Regions from separate parts of the Mus musculus genome. Here region 1 is linked to region 2. Evidence: chromatin contacts called from public HiChIP or PLAC-seq data. All regions are on one chromosome and are shown on one strand. Each heading gives the region's core, a stretch centred on a gene start, on an enhancer-like site or on the middle of the called end of the contact. The rest is flanking DNA. Distances are from core to core; before and after follow the strand shown.

Region 1 (4,779 bases), core at 810-3,309, 140 kb after region 2:
TAAGAGTATTTTTTTCATGAATCTTATAGAGATTTGTAGGTGGAATTTTTTAAAGTAATTCAATAATAAAAACACAAACAGTCTAACTTAAAAACATGCAGGCTGGGAGCTGGAGAAATGGTACAGTGGTTAAGAATGCGTATACCCACCGGGCATGGTGGCTCACGCCTTTAATCCCAGCACGTGGGAGGCAGAGGCAGGCGAATTTCTAAGTTCGAGGCCAGCCTGGTCTACAGAGTGAGTTCCAGGACAGCCAAGGCTACACAGAGAAACCCTGTCTCGAAAAAACAAACAAAAAAAAAAGAATGCGTGTACCCTCTGGCAATGGGGAAAGAGACCCCTTGTTGGTGATAGCAGTCAGGGACAGAGCAGATGGCAACTCCTTTGTTCATCCTGGTGCCTGGCTTGGTGGCCAAAGCTGTTGTACTGGCTGGTTTTGTGTGTCAACTTGACACAGGCTGGAGTTATCACAGAAAGGAGCTTCAGGTGAGGAAATGCCTCCATGAGATCCAGCTGTGGGGCATTTTCTCAATTAGTGATCAAGGGGGAAAGGCCCCTTGTGAGTGGTACCATCCCTGGGCGGGTAGTCTATAAGAAAGCAAGCTGAGCACTAAGCAAGCCAGGGGAAGCAAGCCAGTAAGCAGCATCCCTCCATGGCCTCTGCATCAGCTCCTGCTTCCTGACCTGCTTGGGTTCCAGTCCTGACTTCCTTTGGTGATGAACAGCAATGTGGAAGTGTAAGCTGAATAAACCCTTTCCTCCCCAACTTGCTTCTTGGTCATGATGTTTTGTGCAGGAATAGAAACTAAGACGGCTGTTTTATGTAGAAGACTCATAAAAATCAAATCAAATCCAGGCAGCACAGAAAGAGGAAGACAGATAGACAGACACCTGCAGACCACCATGCCACCCCAGACCTGCCCCTCCCCCACCCCGCCCCCAGTGCACTGCACAGGCAGGTGACAGACACCTGCTGGCTGGTGTGTCATATAGCATGGATTGAGGATGTAACCCAGAGCCCCGCCAGCTGTGTGGCCAGCCTACAGCTAGAGCCCCCTCAGTGTGTGAGTATGCGGTGGTCAGATGGGAGAGAAAGAGAAGTGGAGTAGCTTGAACATTACAAAGAGAGACGAACCTGGAGACTCGAGAGTGGAGAGGAGTAGCCTGCTATGAGTGGCCAGCCATGCCACTTGGAGCCATGGTGAGGACGAACTGTTCTGTTACTGAGGGCCATGTTTGAGTCTGTGTAGCAGGGGCTGATGTCAATGTCTGTGGCTTGTATTACCACTAGAGAACATGGAGCTGTCCCTGGTCAGGGCAGCCACCAGGGACCACCGGGGTGTCCACAGGCTGTGCAGAACTAGCCCCACCCCTCACTGGATGCTGCACTCTGGAGAGTTAGCCCCATCTCTCACCACCGGCAGCACATGGGAGAATGAGCCCTGCGCCTCATCCAGGCAGCACAATGGTGCTGGCCCTGATGGGGGGTGGTGGTGAGAGATGATGTGAAGGGTCAGGGGTGCCATGGGGTGGCAAGGGCGCAGAGGTGATGCCCCTACCATTCTCCCATTCCTCACCACCTCTGGCAGTTGAGAAAGCCATTCAAAGGGTCATGAGCTCAGGAGAGCTATCCCTGCCTCTCACCAGCTTTAGCATTCAGGAAAGCGGGCCCTGAATCTCACCTGGACAGCACACCAAGGTCACCCCTGGTGGTAGGGGTGCAAGTGAGCCAGCCCCAAAGGCGTGAGAGCAGGAGAGCTGGCCCTGCCTCCGGTCAATGGTGGCATTGGAGTTCCTAGTCAGAGCAGTGCTGGAGAGCTTGCCCTGGTGGTGTGGATAAGGGAGAGCTGACCAGCTCAGCTACCAGCCAGGCCCACAGGCAGAGTTCTAAACTGGCCCACCTCAAAATCTCTATCATCTGCTAGTGGCTGGGAAGCATGAAAGGGCCAGTCCTGCTGTTCCAAACCTGCAGGATCTCCATGACCCAGGGCAGCAACAGGATAACCGGGAGGAGTTCAACATTGATGTCATAGAAGCCAGATATCTCGAACCAGACCAATGACTCATCGCAATGAACCTTTGCAAGATGTGTGGACAAAGGGCTATGCTGTGGGACACACTGTGACACACTACAGCGTCCATGATGAGGTGTCTTCTATGCTGTTTTTGTTCTTTGTTTGCACGTGTGCTTCCTGGGGGTGGGGGTGGGGGGAAGTTGCAAGGGCAAAGGGTGGATATGAGGGGACTGGAAGATGAGTGGGATTGGGGTGCGTGATGTGAACCTCACAAGGAATCAATAAAAGGTTAAAAAAAAAATCTTCCTGCTGGGCATGGTGGCGCACACCTTTGATCCCAGCACTTGGGAGGCAGAGGCCAGCCTGGTCTACTGCATGAGTTCCAGGACAGCCAGGGCTACACAGAGAAACCCTATCTCAAAAAACCAACCAGCCAAACAAACAAACAAAAAAAGAAATCTTCCCAGTATTTTATTTACTTACTTATATTTTTAAAAGTAAATCTTTTTTTAAAGACTTATTTTATTAGGCTGGAGTAATGGGACATGATGCCCTCTTCTGGTGTGTTTGAGGACGGCAACAGTATATTCACATATATAAAATAAATAAATCTTAAATAAATAAGTAATAGATGGGAGGCGGGAGGCAGGAAGAAATCAGGACCTCATCTGATTCTAATTCTAACAGTAAGAATAAGAAAATATAGCCTGGCATTTCTTCAAAGGGTTGGGTAGAGAGATGCCATTTGACTCAGCCTACCTGTGAGTCTATACCCAAGGAAAACAGAACAAGTCTACACAAAATCCTGGACATGAATATTCATACCAACAATATTTATAATAGCCAAAATATGGAAACAACCCAAGTATCTATTGACGAATGGATAAGCAAAATGTGGTTCACCCACACAGGAAACTTTCTTTGGCAATAGGGCATAAAATTTTATGCGTGGAGTATATGGGCAAATCTTGAAAACGCAGTGTCTTAGTGTTCTATTGTATAGAGACACCATGAGGAAGGCAACTCTTGGTTTGTTTGTTCTGTTTTTGATTTGTTTTGTTTTGACAGAAATTCTCCACGAAGCCCTGCCTGTCCTGAAACTAGTTTTGTAGACCAGGCTGGCCTAGGACTCAGAGATCCAACTGTCTCTGCCTCTGAGCACTGGGATTAAAGGTGTGCACCACTGCTACCACCACCCAGCAACCAAGGCAACTCTTATAAAAGAAAGCATTTTATGGTGGGACTTGCTTACAGGTTCAGAGGTTTGGTCCATTAGCATCTTGGAGGGGAGCATGGCAGCAGGCATGACAGAGGTGGTGCTAGAGAAGTTACATCCTGATCTGCAGGCACAGAGAGACTGAGCCTGGCATGCGCTTTTGAAACCTCAAAGCCCATTCCCACTGACACAGTTCCTCCAACAAGGCCACACCTCCTAATCCTTCTAATCCTTTCAAACAGCTCCACTCCCTGGTAACTAAGCATTCAAATATATGAGCCTATGGGGGCTATCTTCATTCACACCACCACACCCTGAACAAAAGAAACCAGGCACCAAAGGCTGCTTATGCTGTGTTCCATTTACAAGAACCATACAGACAAGGCAAGTAGAAACCACAAGGCAGATTAGCAGCTGACTATAGAGTTGAGAGTGGAAAAGTGACAGAGCAAAAAACAGTGGTGACTTTGAAAGACATGGGGTTTTATTTTGTTATTTCAGATGGAGATCTCACTACATTGCCCAAACTAGTCTCAAACTCTTGAACTCAAGTGATTCTCCTGCTAGGATTTCAGGTACACCTGGGGCTATTATCTCCATTTTACAGATCAGTAAACTGAGCCTTAGTTTACCATATTTGCATAATGAGATAGGGTCTCACCATGCAGCCCCAGGCTAGACTCATATGTACGATCCTCTTCGGGGTGATGGGATTACAGGCATTTGCCACTGGGTCTGGCTCAGATTTTCCCAGTATTACATGACAAGAAAGTTTCTGGCTTCTCTTCTAGAGGTCTGAGTTCAATTACCCAGCAACCACACGGTGGCTCACAGCCATCTATAATGGGATCCGATTTGCCTCTTCTGGTGAGCGTAAAGACAGAGCACTCAGATCCATAAAATACAAAAATAAATCTTTAGCTGGATGGTGGTGGCACATGCCTTTGATCCCAGCACTTAGGAGGCAGGTGAATTCCAGGCCAGCCTGGTCTACAGAGTGAGTTCCAGGACAGCCAGAGCTACAGAGACACCCTGTGCTCTGCCATTTGGGTTAGGGATGGCTCTGTACATAAGGCGGCAAACCTGGAGATATGTACACTGTTGCCATCCTTGGCTCCCATGTCCCTCACTCACTCCAGCCAATGCCCCAGACGCAGCTTCTTTAAATTCCCTAATAGTCCTTCTAGAGAACACGCTCAGACTTCCTCGGTGCGGCAGGTAGCGGGAGGCTCCTTTGCATTCTTAGCAATGGGCTGTGCAAAATGTCAGGCGCTTCCTTTGAAGACACGCTTGTTGCCTTGATCTCAGGCCAGAAAGAAGAGGGGTCAGAGGCGGATGAGAGCTGTGTCCACCTCCCTGCCCTGACGGACCGGCAGGAAACCCCACACAGCCTAGGGATGTCCACTCAGGCCCAAGGCCTTTCAGTTGAGTGTCAGTGGACACACAGTATGGGGGTGTCATGAGGTGGGGTGGGTGTCAAAGAGCAGTTGGAGTTCAGAGCTTCTGGGAGGGCAAAAGTTAAAGGTTCAGAGAGAGCACCCATCCCCA
Region 2 (4,842 bases), core at 1,470-3,969:
GGAGCTGATACTTCAGTGAAATCCAAGTGGAAAATCTACAGGGAAAGAAGACTTCATTTTGACTTTTTTTCTCTCTCTTGCTGTCCTTTTGGAATCCAAGTCCCTTTGGGGAGGGACCTGGAGCATGGTCATCTCCTGGATGGATTTGCTGTAACCTAAAGATGGTGGGTTTTCCCCTTTATTCAGCTTTTCAATCCTGTTTCTGTTTCTAGCTGTCTCCAAAACTCCCATAGACAGAGAGTTGCATGTGACCGGAGAGGAAAGGCTTCTAGCTGGAGCTTGGGGACCTTAGCGGTGTGAGGGAGGACAAGGGGAGTACCCACCCATGAGGGGAGGCACTCATTAAGGCACAGGAAGGCCTGGGTGGTAACGTGAGGGAGTGAATGGGAGCTGTGGGTGGCCCCGTGTGGGTGTCACAGTGGGGACCTGAGTGAATGTGTCTCTTTCTGTGCCCACTTACCTGTAAGCAAAGACATCTATGTCCACAGGCCCCTTCCGGTTTGGTGTGGCATAGGTGGGAGATCACAGCCTCTGGACATACAAGTCTTACAAGTTTATCCGTGCAGGCTGATGGGTTAAAGCTGAGCAGAGAGACACTTGGGAAAACCAGGAGGGGCTGGTGTGGAAGAAGACAAGCATCCCAAAGTCCCCCGCACTAGTGGGAATTCTCAGAGCTGGCGAGAGGCTGTTAGTGTGTTCCTCCTGAATGTGTGCTGCAAACTGAGCCAGGGCATTTGCACGGAGGAGGCAGGACCTGGGAAGAAGGTAGTCTTTCTGGGAGGGTGACTGATCCTTGTGCACATGGAGATCTCAACTCTTTACAGAGGATGTGCAAAGCCAGGCAGGGAGGGAGGGAAGCGAATTGGTACCCAAAGGTGCTGGAGCACTGGTGCTTCTCCCTGCCCAAAATGATAGGAGGAGCAGGGGCATGATGGCACACCTTGAATCCCAGTACTCCAGAGACAGAGGCAGGAGGATCTCTGTGAGCTCCAGGGCAGCCTGGTTTACATATCAAGTTCCAGAACAGCCAGGGGCTATATACAGAGAAATCCTGTCTCAAAAGAAGAAGAAGGAGAAGGAGGAGGAAGAGGAGGAGGAGAAGGAGGAGGAGGAGGAGAAAGTGCGCACAATGTGTGTGTGTGTGCATTCCTGTGCTCTTGTGTATGAGTGTGTGCCTGTGTGTGAGTGTATGTGTGTGTGTGTGGGGTGGGGGATGCACACACGTGCAATTTTAAAAAGTAGATTGTGGGAAACTCATGTTTTTCATTTTCTTTCTTTCTTTCTCTCTCCTTCTCTTTCTTCCTTTCTTTCTTTCTTCCTTTCTTTCCTTCATTTTCTGTGCATTGGTGTTTTGCCTGCATGTACGTCTTTGTGAAGGTGCAGGGTCCCCTGGAACCTAAGTTACAGTTGTGAGCTGCCATGTGGGTGCTGAGGATTGAACCCTGAGCCGTTTCTCCAGCCCCATATTTTTTATTTTCTAGCATCCATGTTTAGAAAGGGGGTTGGGGGGAGATGAGCTGCAGTGTAGCTCCGCTGGTACAGTGATTCCTAGTATGCACAATGCTTTGCGTTCAATCTCTATGCCACAGAAAAGATGGAGACCGGATCAAAGCCTGGGTTACATGAGACTCTATGTCAAAATAAATAAATAAATAAATAAAAATAAAAAGTGAGGTGAAACTAGTTTCATATCTTATTTAACCTAATACAATCTCAACCATTAAAACCATACACATTGCCGGGCAGTGGTGGCGCAAGCCTTTAATCCCAGCACTTGGGAGGCAGAGGCAGGCGGATTTCAGAGTTTGAGGCCAGCCTGGTCTACAGAGTGAGTTCCAGGACAGCCAGGGCTACACAGAGAAACCCTGTCTCGAAAAACCAAACCAAACAAACAAACAAACAAAAAACTATACACATCTCAGTTCGAACTAGCTGTATGTAGTTCTGGTGTTCACTCGTGACCAACAGCGTCCTTGCATTTAAGGAGTGCAAACTTTATCATTCCTTTCCATTCAGAAGGAAAAACAAAAATTTCTTGAGGCATTAGGGGAAGCAGAGCCCATTGGTCAGGATCTGACAGGTCAGAGAGACCCACACCCCTCTCGCCTGAGGAGGCTGTGTGGTACCCGGGATAATGCGGTGTCTAGGAAGTATTGGCATGCCTACCTTCATGGGTTCTCACTTCAGCCCTGAAGTAGGAATGACTCCGTTTGGGAGCAAACTAACTGTTGAGGTCGATACAGTGTGCCAGAACCATGTTTGGACCCTGCCTGGAGAGGTGTGGCCTTAGTGATTGAGGCCCGAAGTAGGTGGCCTCTGTATTGAAGAGACTGGACCATAGGGAGTGGTGCGGAAATGGCTGCAGGGTCCGGCTGCGCATGCGCATGCATAGTCTGTATTTAGAGTGAAGGTGGAGGCCGCTCATCAAGCCAATAATCAGGGCCATCATCTGGACTAAAAGTAGGGTGGAGTGAGTGCGGGGTGACACCACAGAAGGTGGGGGCTGGAAACAGCTGCCTACTCTGTGAGGGACTGTAGGAAGCCATCCTGATTACTCTTCCAGGAGAGGCTTCTGCCCAGTGAGTATGTCTGTGTCCTCCCTCTGTGCTGCTGGTCATCTGGGCGTTCACATGTGGATGCCCAGGCAGGGCTCAGTGTCTTCTGTAGTCACGCCATCCTCCCGGCTACTTGTCTGGGCCACTTCCTTTCAGGAAGGCAGCCAAGCCGGCTCCTGTGTGCTCTTTGGAACTGAGTTGGGAGGTAGAGGCTGCCAAGAGCCCAAGGCAAGGCCAGGAAGCAGAGGGAGGGAGGGAGGAGCTGACTTCTTATTCTCCCGCCCTCGACCAGGAAGGACATGCAGGGGACCAGACAGAGGTGAGAGGGGAGCCAGCAGCCCCCACCTTAAGGGTGCAGGGATCCAGTTGAAGCTAGCCTATGCCCCAGGACTGTGACACTGAGCTAGAGCTATGCCTGCCCATCAGCTGAAAGACCTGTGGGGGAGGGGGAGGAGGGAAGGGGAGGAGGAAGTAGCCAATGAGAAGCCAGAGGCATCTGTTTGTTCTGCAAAGAGCCCATCCCTCCAGCCATTACCTTGCCAGCACCCCACCTCCCGCCCCACCCTGCCAGCCTCTGTCAGCGCTTACCCAGTTCCATAATTAAGCAGCTAATGGGCTTCCAGTACCCAGAATAGGCAGAATGGGGTACAGATGATAGTGGTAAAGACTTACTTTTGACCACAGAGGAAGTGCAGCCTCCCTCAGAGCTCTGAGCAGGTTGATCTGAAGATAGTGAGTTATCTCAACTGATTGTTCAAAGTCAGTTCCAGATTGCATCCCTATTCTACACTCCACACCCCCCTTTCCTGTTACTGTACTTAACCAGCCGTTAAGATAGCACTTAAAAGGCTGCTCTTCTAGAGGGCCCGGGTTCAATTCCAGGCACCCCCAAGGCAGCTCACAGCTGTTTGTAACTCCAATCCCAGAGGATCTGGCACTTCTTTTGGCCTCTACAGGACATACATGCAGACCAAACACCCATACACATAAAAACTAAAAACAAACAAACAAACAAACAAACAAACAAACAAAAAATTGGATCTAGAGAGATGGTTTAGCCATTAAGAGCACTGGTTCTTCCAGAGGACCCAGGTTCGATTCCCAGCACCCACATGGCAGATCACAACTTTCAGTAACTCCAGTTCCAGGGCACCTAACAGCCACACACAGACATGCAGGCAAAGCAGCAGTGCACATAAAATAAAAACAAATAAATTAAAACAAGCAAACAAAAATAACTCTGAGCAGACACACAGACAACTATCCCTCAGGTATTCCCTCCAAACAGCCTTGCCTGCCATCTTCTGTGTGCAGGAGCTGTGTTGAACCTTAAGGGGTAGGTGTGGGGTGGGCTATTAGAGAGAGGGTAGGCAGAATCCTGAATCTAGTGCTGGCAGAAGACTTGCTGTTTCAGTTGTGAGCTTAGCCTTTAAGGGCTGAGCCATCTCAACAGCTCAGAAGACCTATAACCCATGAGCCCAGACAGCATCTCCTATCGGAGAGCCAAGAGGACTTTTGAAGGGACTCTGAAAAGCACAGGAGCAGAAGGGACAGGGAAGGTCAAATCTGGGGATATGTTTTAGAGCAGAGATCTAAAGGAAGTTGTGAAACCCTAGGAGAGTTTGAAGCCAGCCCAATCTACATAGTGAGCTCCAGGACAGCCAAGGCTATGTAGGGAGACCCTGTCCAAAAAAAAAAGGGGGGGGGGAGGAAATGAAAGGAAAAGAAAAGAAAAGAAAAGAAAAGAAAAGAAAGGAAAAGAGAAAAGAAAAGAAAAGAAAAGAAAAGAAAAGAAAAGAAAAGAAAAGAAAAGAAAAATGGGAAGCTGAGGAGCTCTGCAGAAGCTCCTGAGACAGAAGCCTTAAAGAGGGGCCATGCTGTGGGGTGACACACTCCTATGCATTCTCTTAGAAAAGATGGGCTGGGCCATGTGTCCTTGCTTCTTTGTTGTTCCTCTCTATTAGGGTCCCTGTACTGGCTGGTTTTGTGTGTCAGCTTGACACAAGCTGGAGTTATCACAGAGAAAGGAGCCTCCCTTGAGGAAATGCCTCCATGAGATCCAGCTGTAAGACATTTTCTCAATTAGTGATCAAGGGTGGGAGGGCCCATTGTGGGTGGTGCCATCCCTGGGCTGGTAGTCCTGGGTTCTATAAGAAAGCAAGCTGAGCAAGCCAGTAAGGGGCATCTCTCCATGGCCTCTGCATCAGCTCCTGCCTCCAGGCTCCTGCCCTGTGTGAGTTCCAGTCCTGACTTCCTTTGGTGATGAACAGCAATGTGGAGGTAAACA

What was found. HiChIP or PLAC-seq counts read pairs in DNA pulled down with a chosen protein or histone mark.
Region 1: a CTCF HiChIP or PLAC-seq map of the NIH/3T3 cell line shows a contact between it and region 2, with 8 read pairs. The contact joins two enhancer-like sites. A contact is called at or near these places in 6 of 39 promoter capture datasets (cranial neural crest, embryonic stem cells, frontonasal cranial neural crest and 2 more), 1 of 15 datasets of contacts at CTCF or cohesin (the NIH/3T3 cell line), 26 of 484 Hi-C or Micro-C datasets (B cells, the Ba/F3 cell line, the G1E-ER4 cell line and 18 more), 1 of 115 datasets of contacts at active chromatin or transcription factors (pancreatic cancer cells) and 3 of 9 other capture datasets (adipose tissue, embryonic stem cells and pancreatic islet).

The regions. Positions count from the first base shown.
Region 1 is chr11:95,091,257-95,096,035 of GRCm38.p6, forward strand. No RefSeq gene overlaps it. Among named protein-coding and RNA genes, the nearest start is that of Itga3, 17 kb to the left of the region's middle. Within about 2 kb of position 2,060, at least 37 of the 459 cell types and tissues checked have an H3K27ac peak or open chromatin away from gene starts, as enhancers often do. A contact at or near this core is called in the HL-1 cell line, the N1E-115 cell line, the NIH/3T3 cell line and 1 more, where this site is marked.
Region 2 is chr11:94,955,507-94,960,348 of GRCm38.p6, forward strand. No RefSeq gene overlaps it. Among named protein-coding and RNA genes, the nearest start is that of Hils1, 9.7 kb to the right of the region's middle. Within about 2 kb of position 2,720, at least 138 of the 459 cell types and tissues checked have an H3K27ac peak or open chromatin away from gene starts, as enhancers often do. A contact at or near this core is called in the HL-1 cell line, the N1E-115 cell line, the NIH/3T3 cell line and 1 more, where this site is marked.